Regions from separate parts of the Mus musculus genome. Here region 1 is linked to region 2. A link is a contact called in public HiChIP or PLAC-seq data. All regions are on one chromosome and are shown on one strand. The core of a region is the stretch at or near the end of the contact, and the rest is flanking DNA. Distances in the headings are between cores, read along the strand shown. Region 1 overlaps Fhit (fragile histidine triad gene). Region 2 overlaps Fhit (fragile histidine triad gene).

What was found. HiChIP or PLAC-seq counts read pairs in DNA pulled down with a chosen protein or histone mark.
Region 1: an H3K4me3 HiChIP or PLAC-seq map of bone marrow-derived macrophages shows a contact between it and region 2, with 4 times the contacts expected there. The contact joins two enhancer-like sites. A contact is called at or near these places in 1 of 484 Hi-C or Micro-C datasets (the Ba/F3 cell line) and 1 of 115 datasets of contacts at active chromatin or transcription factors (bone marrow-derived macrophages).

The regions. Positions count from the first base shown.
Region 1 is chr14:10,425,908-10,432,575 of GRCm38.p6, forward strand. All of the region lies in intron 1 of Fhit (fragile histidine triad gene), which reads right to left. Among named protein-coding and RNA genes, the nearest start is that of Fhit, 24 kb to the right of the region's middle. Within about 2 kb of position 4,219, at least 78 of the 459 cell types and tissues checked have an H3K27ac peak or open chromatin away from gene starts, as enhancers often do. A contact at or near this core is called in bone marrow-derived macrophages, where this site is marked.
Region 2 is chr14:9,823,584-9,830,168 of GRCm38.p6, forward strand. All of the region lies in intron 4 of Fhit (fragile histidine triad gene), which reads right to left. Among named protein-coding and RNA genes, the nearest start is that of Gm41096, 300 kb to the left of the region's middle. Within about 2 kb of position 5,233, at least 7 of the 459 cell types and tissues checked have an H3K27ac peak or open chromatin away from gene starts, as enhancers often do. A contact at or near this core is called in bone marrow-derived macrophages, where this site is marked.

The DNA of each region.
Region 1 (6,668 bases), core at 2,969-5,468, 600 kb after region 2:
CTTCATTAGCAGATTGCTGAATATATTTAACTCTTCCTAGCCACTTGGAGTATCTTGTTCTTTTGTTCACGATCATATTGGCTTTTTGGGTGTTGTAGGTGAAGTCGGCCAAAAGTTTTTAAACTAAACTTAACAGTTAGTCATTGTCAACATCTATTTAAATGTACTGGCTTGGTTTACTTGTTTTAAAAGAAAATGTACACCTGCTTTCTGTTCCTTTAGCAGTGGGTTTCGACCTGTGGGCCATGGCCCTTTTATAGGTGTCATAGCATATAGATATTTGCATTATGATTCATAATATTAACAACATTTCACTTTTATAGTATCAATGAAATAATTTATGGTTGGGGGTCACTATGACATGACGGGCGTTATTAAGGGGCTGCAGTGTTATTGGAAGGTTCAGAACCAGTGCTTTAGAGGTCAGCAGAGCTCTGTCAAGCTGTGCCCTTTCCTACTGCAGGAGCAAGTTTGACAATCACCATAACGATTGAAAGTCTCTGCTTACCTAAGTGACTTTTTTCTTGTACTAATTTCTACCATAAAATTGTACCAATTTTAATTTTACTCATAAAGTAATAATATAATGGGTTAAGAATATGATTAATAATCACTGTTTTGGATTTTATCAAACTGTGAATATTTTTTAACCCATCATTCAAGGTTTATCTGTAACTTATTTTTTTTTAAAGAATCAACAAAGGTTCTTCAGGTTTTATTAATTTGGCCCCATTATTCATTTTCTATAGTTTTGTTTCTTGCTTAAAAGTTCTTCATCTCTCCTCTTTCTTCAAGTTAACTTAGTGGAGGCAAACACAGATTGTATGCTGGTTCTCTTCAGTAGCTTCAGCTACATGTTGCTATCAAAGATGCCCATTAGCTGTATCTTTTCTAGGGTTTTTGTTATTTCTCAGTTCCCAGAAACCTTGGTCCTTGTCATGACTTCTATTTAACTTGAGGGTTATTTCATAGTGTGCCTTTTAGTTTCTAAACACTTCGGATGTTTCTGCTATCTGCCTGTTAATAGGTCTAATTTACCAAGCCATGGAGAAGAAAACCTTTGTGCCAGTTTTTGCATTTGAGGTTTCTTCCTGAAACAATACAGAGGAACCATATCCCTAACTCAAACACTGTAAAACAAAATGCATTCTGTTCTCATTCAGCTGTATGTGCGTGTTTGTATTTCAATATATGTTTTAATCTATAATATATTCAATATATCAACATTATAGAATTCAATCTTGAATTCATTGTTGTCCAAATCTTTGCCTCTGCTTTTCATCTCTGCTTCATTAGTTCCTAGTAGAACTGAGCTAAATCTCTAACTATAGTTGTCAAATCAATGGCAAAAGCCATAACTTCCAGTTTTGTACATCACAATGTTATATACTCATGCATCTACATTCTGACTTATCTCACTATTTATTGCTTTGCTCATATTTCACAAAAATGGACTTTTTTTTCATCATCCCATCTTCAGCCTGGACCCTTTTTAGATGCTTGTAAGATAAAGAAATCATGCACCCCAGCTAGCATCTTGTTTTCTCTCCCTTAGCCAAGATGCCTGGTAAATTTAACCCCTATGGTTCTGCCACTCACTCTTTACATTTGGTGTCATTATCCAATGTTGTCATTAGGTTTGGCTCTCTTTTTTTCTTCCCTCATGCCTATCTCAATTAAGGTAAGATCTCTGCCTTTCTGATTAGGTGAGGCTGGGAGATGAGTGAACCTGCAGGATGTGTTATCTCTACTCCTCATCACTGGGATAATAAGGTGTATCCAACCTGTCCATGGATTCTGTGAATTGCACTCAGGTCCTCATCACGTACTCTATTGAGCTTTCTCTACAATACCCTTAGCTCACCCTTACTCCTGCTGTTGTCTTTCAGATACTACACTCTACCTTTCTCATGTTTGAATTTTGGACATGTTCAAATGACATGGCCTATAATTTCAAATAATTGCATTATTTTTTCAATGTCACTGCTCAATTTTCCATCTTATCAATATACTGCATGTTCACGGGTGAAACACCCTCTTCCTCATACTGTGAAGCAATGGCTTCCAATATCGCTGCCTCTTTAACCTGAGCCTCCTCTGGTTATTGGTGCACAATTTTCTTCAAAATTCAGTTATCCCTCTAATGGAACACCCATGTACCTTACACTGTCTTGACTTGGTTAGAGTTTTACTGCTGTGAGCAGACACCATACCCAGGACAATTTTTATAAGAGCAACATTTAATTAGGGCTGGCTTATAGGTTCAGAGGTTCAGTCTATTACCATCAAGGTTGGAGCATGGCAGCATCCAGGAAGGCATGGTGCAGGAGGAGATAAGAGTTCTACATCTTCTTCTGAAGGCTGCTAGAAGACTGGCTTCCAGGCAGCTAGGACTAAAGTATTAAAGCCCATGCCCACAGCAACACACCTACTCTAACAAAGCTACGCCTTCTTAAAGTGCCACTCTCTAGGCCAAGCAATACAAACCATCACAGGTCTTTAAAAATCTGCTTAGTGGAGAAGTTTCCTGAATATGGATTCCCTAGAATCAAAAGTTGTCATTACTAATTGATTAAAAGAATCTAAATTCTCTACTTATCATTTTGTAATCTTCCTCCTAGATTTCCTTATTTATTTTTGTTATACTCTAGTTTCTAAAATTAATTTTAGAAAGGGTCTACATGTATATGCTGTGAAATTCTATTCATAATAATATATTTAGTTAACCCTTTCACTTAAATAAGCAGTCTGTAATAACAGTCTAAACTCTAAGTTTGACTGTTTCAAAACTTCTGACCTTGGCTTCATTGTATCCTCACACAACTGTAGAAGATAATTGGCTGGCATGCAGATTACTTTTTAACACAGGATGTTCTGGTTTCAAATCTCAAAATAAGGTCTGCATAAGGGCCTAAGCATAAGACTATATATTAATATCCTTCCATTACCATATAAATTATCCCAAAGCCAAAGGCTATCCTCTTCTCAAGTCTCTAAAACAGGATTTCTGTCTCTTCCTAGTGTCTGTTGGCTTACAACAACCCCCCATGCTCCCTGGCATGGAAATTTCATCACTCCAGACTCAGTCTCCCCAGATACTCCATCTTGATGAGGCCTTTTATGTATGTCTTCACATCTTATACTAATACAAACTGAGAGCAATACAAAGGAGATATCTCAGTTGGCAAACTTCTTGTTGCCTAAAGCTTTCAGTGAGACTCTTTCTCAGAACACAAGATGGATAACTCCTGAGGACAATACCTCAGAAAGACCCCTTGCTTCTACACACAAGTGCACACACATGTCCATGTATCTGCACACACACTATTAACAGCATTAATGAGAGAAGGTGGTATATTTAGGGTCCAGCCTAACTTGCATCATGAAGCAATCATATCTACAGAGTCTTCTAAGTAAGGACATATGCTGAAGATCCTTTCAGTGGGTAGGCGTGACTGAACTACCATTTCTGATAGTTTTATATCTCATAAAGTGTGTGTGAGGTCGTTGGTTTCCATCACATTCTTTAGATGTTTGGTTTATCTTCAGATACTCTTTGGCACATGGTAACACTTCAGCTTTTCAAAGATTCTGATAGTTCTATTCATTCTGTTTTTCTCAATGGTCCATCTGAGTTTCCTCATATCTGTTTCATCCTGATGTTCTTTGAGATGAGAAAACTGAGATGCACTGGTTATTCATTCATTCATTCACTCAGCTCTTAAGGCTTACTTATATCCAGTGTTTCCCCTGTATCCTGGCTACCCTGCCGTGAATTTCCTTCCTTCTAACATTCCACTCTTGCCAATAAACTCATATAGTTCTATTACATATTTTTACATTCGTCTAGTCTGCAAACAATTTATAACACGGATGCCCTCTGATCTCTTCACTAATTCTTCTTCTCCTTTGATGATAGACATAACTCTAAGCACTCTCTTTCTGGAGGAAGAAATGGAGCCAGAGTTAAGAATTCTCTACCTGATTTAGCTGTGCCATCCCCTCTCTGACCCTCTGCAATGGCATGAACTTCTCACCTTCGGATCACATCTAAAACCGAGAGACGCTGACATACATTAAGCATTCATCATTGTCTAGTACATGGCATAGGCAGCCAAAATAGTAATAATTTTCAACTTCCTTTCTTCCTCTACAGTGGTCTAATACTGTCTCTCTGGTAATTGTACAAATTGCATAGCTAATAGACTTATTTCCCCAAATTTTAATTTCACTGAAAAAGAGAACTATTCCAGAGACTGTAAAGAGAAAACAAGTATGTATGTGGTCTACTCTGGTTCCACAGTAAGAATCAGCAGTGTGATGGGAAGATGCAGGCATCCAGGATCTGAAATTGTCTGCAAGAAGGAGATAAATATTAAATATTTTACTCTCATATGAACATGGCAAAAGCAATTTTATTTTAGCCCAAAGTAAAACTGCTGAATCATTTCTACCAAACATGAACGTTAGATGTACTCTGTTAAAATTCCAAATGAAAATCATATCCAGAAAAACCTATTTCTTAGCCAACATGGAGATAATGATTTCTGGAATTCAGAAAATCAAGGACTTAGTTATGGGACTCACTCAAAGGGTCATGCTCCTGAATTATATTTATTAATAGATGTCAGTCAGTAAAGAACTTGGTGTTCCCTCCTGTTATAAAGAAAAGAGGAAGTAGGTATGATAACCAAAACCACGCTCTTATATATGTAAGCTTTCTTTCTTCTTCTTGATATTCTGTGGCAGTAACTGCTTTTGCTTTTAACCAAAACTGTAAGGTTCTGGAATTTCCTACATCTCCCAAATTTCCATTCATGAAAAGTATCATCTCTCTACCTCCCTCCTATGACCTACATGTGTCCTCTGTCCATCTGCTAACACCCTAGCTCCTCGTCACTCTTGGAAGCTAGGAAGAGGACATGAGTTTAAGAACTTCCTCTTCAAAGTTAACCAAATAGAAAGGAACTAGCACAGAGATTTCTGTGCCTTATATGAATAAGTCTGTGACTCAGCACAGCTGCTTGGTTTTGTTGCTGATAGGAATAGTTGAGCTATAGGGTTCATAGAATAAGGTTCAATGGCCAGATCGAACAGTGACAGATCATTCCATGGTCGGCCAGGTTTATCCCTGGTTTGCTTTTAAATGTTATGCTAATGTCTCACTAAACTGCCAAATGCTTCAAATCTTGTTCCAAGAAAGAATAGCTAACTCTAGAATTTCTGGGTGGAAAGGGGCTTGTGAGATCACTTAGATCCAGCAGTCGCACTTTAGAGACACTGAGCATGTCCAGAATGCAAGTGGCCTACTCAAATGAGCACTGAACTTCAGTGGTCTCATGGATCTTTATAAAGTGTAAGATTTAAGGATTCTATAAACTTGAGACCCTAATTTAAGAAGTTAAATTATAGATAACTCACTTTGGGGGCATCCCTTAGTATTGAAGGCATGAGCAATACTCATCCTAAGAAATTCAACAGAGGATTCAGAATATAAGCCTATGTCTATTAATTCCACATTGCCTCTTCAAGCACAGACTACTATGAACTGACTTTTTAATTTTTATTTAGATCCTCCAAAATCCATGACCCATACTTGGAACCTCAGGACTTCCAGTAACCACACGACCAAACCCATAAAGATGAGAAATTCTATACCACTGACTACCAAGAAGCCGCTGGGTCCCACTTCATAGTTAATACCTCCCTAGTCCATACAGCAAAAAATTTCTCCAAGGCCAATGCAAAGATGCTATGTTTCTGCAAGCAGGTTAGCCATTCCAGCTCTAGCCTGCTGACTAGGAACATGTGCTTCACCTGAGAGATACAAACAATGCATATTGTGCAGCACAGCAGAGATACACTTTAACGTGTAGAAAGAACTCCCCTAGAGTGCTAGCTATAAAGCCAAGCTGATTTAAATCAACTTGAAAGCTTTCAAGACAACCAGATTCTTAGGCTCTGTCACACCCTAACTCCAACAGAACTTCCATAAGGGTTAGACAGACTTGGGTACAATATCTGTTTTCTTTTTCAATTGATCATATGAATGTGGCATGTTCCTTTGCCTGTTTGCCTCTGTGATACAGGGCACCAATAATTTCCTCCCATAGAACTTCTTAAGGACCTAATAAGTATTTGGTTAACCGCTACCTTTTTATCCCAGCAAAAAATAGCCATGGATGTTTTTTAATGGCCAAGAGATAGTTGTTAATTAATACAAAATTTAATACTGGTAAGAAACGTAGTACTGTTATTATCATAGAATGGCATCTAGTCAGTAAAGAGAAAATAAAATTTGGCCCGGTACTGCGTAGATGATGCTACCTCTCTTGTGCCATGTGTCAGTTAAAACCCAGCATCCGAATAACAGGAACAGCAGCTGGTGCTTACTTCCTGCTTCCAGCCTTTAAAGGTTTACATTAGACATATCCTTAAAGCTCTGGGAGGCCGGATGGAAGCAGCACTTTGCACACCTGCCCTCATACACCCTTCTGATTGCCACTTAGAACAATTCCTAGATTTAAAGATTACCATGTTCAGAAGATATTAAACTTGCAAGGCTATTGAAACCAGTGGCTAAATAGTTCTCAGGACATGTTTTGTAATGTGTTGTAGTCAACAGTCGTGTAGGGGAGATGGCTCATTTCCATATAACTTCTGTCAAT
Region 2 (6,585 bases), core at 3,983-6,482:
CAGGAAACTCTGCAAGATGGCATGATAGCTCTTCTCAGCCCTTCTTGACACATTAAGGTCAGCTAGCAACACTGTTCCAGGGAGAAGACTTAATACTCTGCCAAATGGGGAATCCATTGTGTTGAGTCTTCTCCCTAATGTAATGAATCGGAATCTTCCATCAGTGCTCTTTCTCAAGTGAAATAAGATTTTATTATACTACTTATGCTCACATTGTATGCTCACTCTCTCTCTCCTCTCTCTGTCCCTGTCTCTCTCTGTCTCTCTCTGTCTGTCTCTGTCTGTCTCTGTCTCTGTCTCTGTCTCTGTCTCTGTCTCTCTCTCTCTCTCTCTCTCTCTCTCTCTGTTTGACACAGTCTAAAAGAACCAAACCCAGATCACTGGATGAACTCCATAGTTCAGCTCTATCAATAACTGTCCTGAATGCAGTCAGTTTCCTGAGTGCTAATTCCCCAATTACTCTGTGAGGAAACCTCTCTTCAGGCCAGGGAAATTAACTGAAAGACTGACAGATGCTTCAACTCCTACAAAAGTAGGTACCTGGAGGCAGAGAGAAGCCTGCTGCCCCAGAAGCTCAGCATTCCTGCCATCACTTTCTCATGGTCCTCCGTGTGAGGATGTGAGAAGCTTCACACAGCAGGAGTGGACCCTAAGCTGATTGATACCAACACCAAGATGCCGTGATCTTGGACTCTTCTTCTTTCAAAACTATGAGCAATAAATCTGTAATCTATAAACCACCTACTTTTTCATTATTTTATATTATAGCAGCTGAATAAATAAAGACACTGTTTTCCTGAATTTCTAGTATGCACTAAAACTGAGTACATTAACATGAACCTGAAATTCTTCCAAGCTTGCAAGTAACAATATTTTCTCTTGAAAATCTTAGTAGTTATAGGACCTATATACCTTTGACAAATCTTTAGAATTTCAACTGCTCTATATAAGCAGGTACAGGAGAAAAAAAGATACCATCACCACCACCACCAAAACCAATAATTCTATGGTTAAATTAATTTGAAATTGTTTAGTTATGTAAAACAATGATAATTTCTTCACTGTAACTGAATGAAAATCCTCAGAATATTTCACGGAGTGGAGTTTAGCAGGATACTATTCTTTAGATTTGATTCCTAAATCCAGATGGATTTATTTTAAATTTAATCATTCCAGATTAAAATTTCCATATATGAACAAAGTACCACTGTCACTGAGATAAGAGGACTTAACATTTCTCATTTTAAGTGTTCTTTTTAGGTGCTAGGTTATTCCTGACTCTATGTGATTCCCTTGCCATTCCAACAGAAGGCAAACGGCCTCATGAGAATGGGCCACCTACACTGTGCAAGATTTTATATCCAAATTCTCCCGACGTCCTTGGACTGTGCTCTCTGATTTTGTGCTACAAATAAGTAGGCCATTGGTGTGGACTTGAAAAATCCTTTCATTACACTCAGACTCCCACAGTGGCAGTGTCCAGCTAAATTACCTAACCTATAGATAACATGCCAGTACCTGACACCTGGCCCACATTTCCTCTGTTCCAGAGTAAAGAACAAATCGAAAAATCTACACATTATGGCAAAGAGATGCCCTAGATAATGAATTGTTCTTGTGCAGTTTCTGGTCTGATAAATGACTGAATAATGATATTAAACAACAAGGTATTTAATGTGAAATGGCCCAAATATATGAAATTAACTTTATATGAACTCAAAGACCTTCAGCTCTGGAATGAACATTAATCATTTTCCAGAACTCACGTAAAAGCCTGATGTGGTTAATTTTAAATTATATTTTATAAAGGGAGCAATAACACCTCACAGAATTCAAGGTATCTATTAGTTTACATTCTTGCTAGGGTCAGCAAAAAAGCCCACTATTGATTTGGGATTAAAACTTAGTTGACCTCACATCTTTTTGAGAAGGTATTCTATGACTGCTGAGTACCACTGGGCATTCTTCTCTCTGGTGCTAGCACAGGGAGATAAATGATCTATCCAAACAAAGCGCTTTACATTGCATTAGCTGAATAAATAGTACAAGATAGAAGAGAACAAAGTTGATGTGACATAAATCCTATTAGAATGTTTAAGCAAAGACTAAATAAGTTCCCTCAACATCAAGGGCTAAATAAAGGAAAGTTAAAAAAAAAAATGAAAATTTCGAAGTGTAATTTGTAGCTTTGTAGAACCAAGAAAAGGGCCTGTAGTATATATTTGAGATTGACATATTGAGTGAAAATATAGAAACATTGTTTTTTGCTGTTCCCTGACCATATATGGGGGGATGGGATCAAGACCTTTGGTACTTTGGTAGGCGCAACCAACTTAGCCAAAATGAAGAGCATGCCAATACCTCAATACAATACCATTGGAATTGCTTCAGAGTGAATACTTGCTCTTACTGTCTGCTTCTGGGATGCTGTGTTTTACCTCCAGAGTAGACAAGTTCTTAAAGCATTGGAAGATGCTACGGTAAGTCCCTATGGCTGAGTCCCTATGGGAAAGTCCCTATGCCTGATCACATATCCAGGCTAGTGACATGGTTCAGTGGGCAAAGGCTTTGAAAGTCAGACTCTTGAATAATGCCATCCCTCTAACCCTTGTAAAGGTAAAAGAAGAGAACCAACTCTATAATACTGTTCTCTGGCTTTCACATGTATGCCATGGCACATATGTGTGTGTATCCCTATATACATATCACATATATACCAATAATACATTTTTTAAATTAAAAATCATATAAAAAGGATTCCAAAAGGTCTCCTGGCTACTTGGTAACACTACAAACAGGAAGGCACAGGGTCACACTAGGACAATAGCCATGGCCCCAGTATCTTATGACTGATTTTTTCATACTTCAATGGCTTCTGGATATCGCTAATATTATTACCAAATCCAGAGTTTCATATTAGTAAGTTATAGTCTATAAGGAAGAAGAATAAAATATGAAGTTTTTAACGTATTATTTATTCACAGAAAGAAGACTACATTTATTGTTTCTTATAAACACACCTCAGAAAAGATCAACAGTACAGGGACAGGCTGTCTGGGGCTTAGTTCTCCCACACTAAAGATAAAAAATCTAACTTGGGGAGATAGTCTCAGAGTGTCCCAACCTCGTGATCACTGATGATTGAGAGAGAACCACAGAAGATCCATTTGAGTCAGAAGAGCCCTCTACCCTCCAAAAGACTTGGCTGTATCACCCTAGGAGCCAAAGAAGATTGACTTACTATCATAACAATGATTGCCTAGCAAGGAAAGGATGCTGGGTAGATTGATGTCAACAGAGCCACCACATACTGAGATAGAAGGTCAAAGATTCAGTTTATGTATTATGTTCAATTGAATCTGTACCATATGAAAATTTTAGACTATTTGACATTTAGTATGAATAGTTCTTTATCTCTTAAAAAGTAGCATGTTCTTCTTAATTAACCATTATAAGTAGGATGGGTATGTGTCTTTATGGTACTGGGAATTGAACTCAGAGCCTTGAGAATGTTAAGCAAGCATCCTACTCTTTAACCACATACTCAGCCCATACAACAAGACCGCATGCATCAGTAGCTGTAAGGACTACAAGACATTGATTTTTCAGTTGTAACTGCAGAAATACCAGAGACTCTTCTGGTTCCTTCTTACTTTACTATGAGTGCCTTTTAGAGTGGATTCTCCCATAGCAGACCCTACAATGTGAATATGAGTTCAAATGAATTGCCTGAGAAATGGTTCCAGGAAGTATCGTTAGGAGGGGAAGAGAAATAATACAGGAGAGAAGAAGAAAGCTACTGTGAGATGTCTGTGTTTAGGTTACTTTTTAGAGTAACTGAAGACCCCAGTGAGGGCCTCTGGGAGACTGCATAGAATACACATTTCAGATTTTCCTCACTTACAGGAAGAAACAGTGGGAACTTCATCTCCACATTCCATGTGCCATTGGCTAAAGGCAGCTTCTATAGTACAGCACTTTAGGTCTGCTTTTTGCACCAGTGAGCGAAAGCCCTAGTATGCAGAGAAGGCTCCTGTTATATAATAGCCTGAGCAAGTTCATGAACATGAGTCCCATAGGATGTAGCCAAAGCTCAGAGCCACGTCTGACACCATCGACTGCCATTTACCAAAGCACACATTCACTTGTTAATCAAGTGCTCACCTAGCTCCTATTATACGTATTTTTCTAGGTGTTGGGAGTACAGGAAGGGATGGAACTGAGAATATGGTCTTCTTATTTAGTGCCTAACATAACTGGACTAGGTAGAAGCTGATTATTGTAGGTGCTACATTATAAACTAGTTCACAGTTTCAGCTTCAAAGAAGTCCCTTAATTTTAAGAGTTAGACCGGAGTCATCAACATTAAAGTCTCTGACCCGACATACTAGAGTCATTAACAGAATAATCAGATGTGTGATAGTAGTTTCTCTCATGGACAAGTAGGTTGAATGCCACTTATAACATTCTTTGGGGACATCTTCCCTGCGGTGAATGTGCCCAGAGGCACTGCAGACTTACCTGTTCGCACTCTGACAGCTGAGTGGTGGATCAAGCTTGAAGACATGAAAAGGACTACATTAATTCACCCACATGGGGACTGAACTGGCATCAGTGACTTCAAATGTGCCCAGCAGAGACCAGATGATCTCCATTTCAAACACAGAGTGCTCTGCCTTCCAAACTGGACAGAATTCCATGTTATCTACATTGGTCATATAAATGGGCTGCTTTTCAAAGCTGTAGTCACAGAGGGTTATCTGTAAAATCTGTGTCTTATATGTTGCTTTAAATAAACTTTTGCACTCACATAAAAAAATAAACCATACAACTTGAGAAAAGACTTACGTATAACTATTGTGAAAACTACCCATTATGAGCAGATATAGCATTTGTTATGCTTATTTGAATTCCCATAGTTTGTAGTTAGCTAAACAGTACACCATCTGTTATGGATATGTCTGTCAATGGCATTTCCCATCTCAAGGAATAAGGATCACTAAGCTATGAGGTCTCTAAGTTAGGACTTAAGTACCCAGAAAATAAAATATCTTTGAAATTGGAAGAAGTCAATTTAAGAGAAGAAATGTGGTGTATACCCTTAAAAGGCGTTGTTGCTTGATTTTTTTTTTTATACTAAGATATTGTTGATAACTCCGAAGGCTGTGAGGCGTTACTACGACTGAGCTGATCAGGCAGTTTCTGTTCTCAGTGTGTAAGTGCCTGAGCTGTTCTGTATGTAGATATCGTTCCCACTCTAAGAACTGTCGGGGCTGTGAGTCAAAGCTTCCCAGTGGCTCTGCTAAGCCCCTCTGTTAACTGTGGTCACTCCTGACTCACTCCTGCTTCCTTTGCTGTGTATGTTTATGGCCTATGAGGTTGTATCTGTTACTTCTCTATTGTGGTTTTACCAGTGTCCATGCCAAATGTTAGTTGCCAAGCTTGGAGTGACCTAAAGCCTTTTTCAGAGCATGCCTAGATTTAATGGACGATAAGGTTTCTGCAAACCAGAATTGAAAAGCCACAGTGTCGGTTGTCACAAAACGACAAGCTGCCATTCCTGGTTGCTGCTCAGATGCAATGGAAACTATGCTTGATTACATGTGAAAATCTTATTAAAGTCTGTGTCTCAGTAGAAAAAAAAAGGCATTGTTGATTGACCCCCAGATTACTCTCCAAGTGTGTCTAGATTCTAGACTTAAAATATTTCAATTCGCAGTTCTCCATGGTTAGAACTAAAATAAAGTGCACTTGATATCTATGATAAATGTATGTAGTCTTGCCCCCTTATTGTCACACCAACCATGAACCAGGGAGACAAATCAAGAGGGATGGAGAGGAGAAGAGAGGAGAGAGCAAGGATGGAGGTGAAGAAGAGCTAGACAAGGATAAAGGGAAAGAAGAGGGAAGAAATTGAAATGTATATTTCTCTTTGTTCCCTGTGTTTTGCCTAGGGTAATGCTAATAAAAATATGGCAAATTGAGTATTTGATTTATAGTCACTGATAATATCTTGGGAAACCTCAGAATCAGCCTTCCCACAAGAATAAGGCCAGTCATGCATATTTTTACTAGCATTACTGTAGGCAACACACATGGAACAAAATTAGCAGCAATCAGTTGTCCTGGTCACATTCTAGAATACCTTCTATATGAAAGGAAGTTTTCAAACAAGGAAAGATTACAGTTTTGGCAGCAGCACCTTCTCTACAACTCTTGACCTTTCTCTCCCATCTACAATAGAGATTTTAAAGAATAAATTCCTGGGTTGTATCACCCAGAAAGCAGTGGCTAGGTCTCCCCAGAGACCAGGGGACAATGGGCATGAAGAAGTACTCCAGTAGATGTTTCTACTTTCCCCCCTGAAACCTGGAAGACTTTCATCATGCCAGCTACTTTATGTGGTGGCCTCAATCATCATTCACATGGTATAAATATAAATTACACTGGCTTTGAAGAAGGTGAAGAATCAGGGCCAGAGATGACGTATTAGATTTAATTGCTTATTTTGTAGTCTTGAAACCACAGTGTGTATCTTCTGACTCCCCTGCCTTTTGAGACCCCTGGTAATTAGCTATTTTTTAC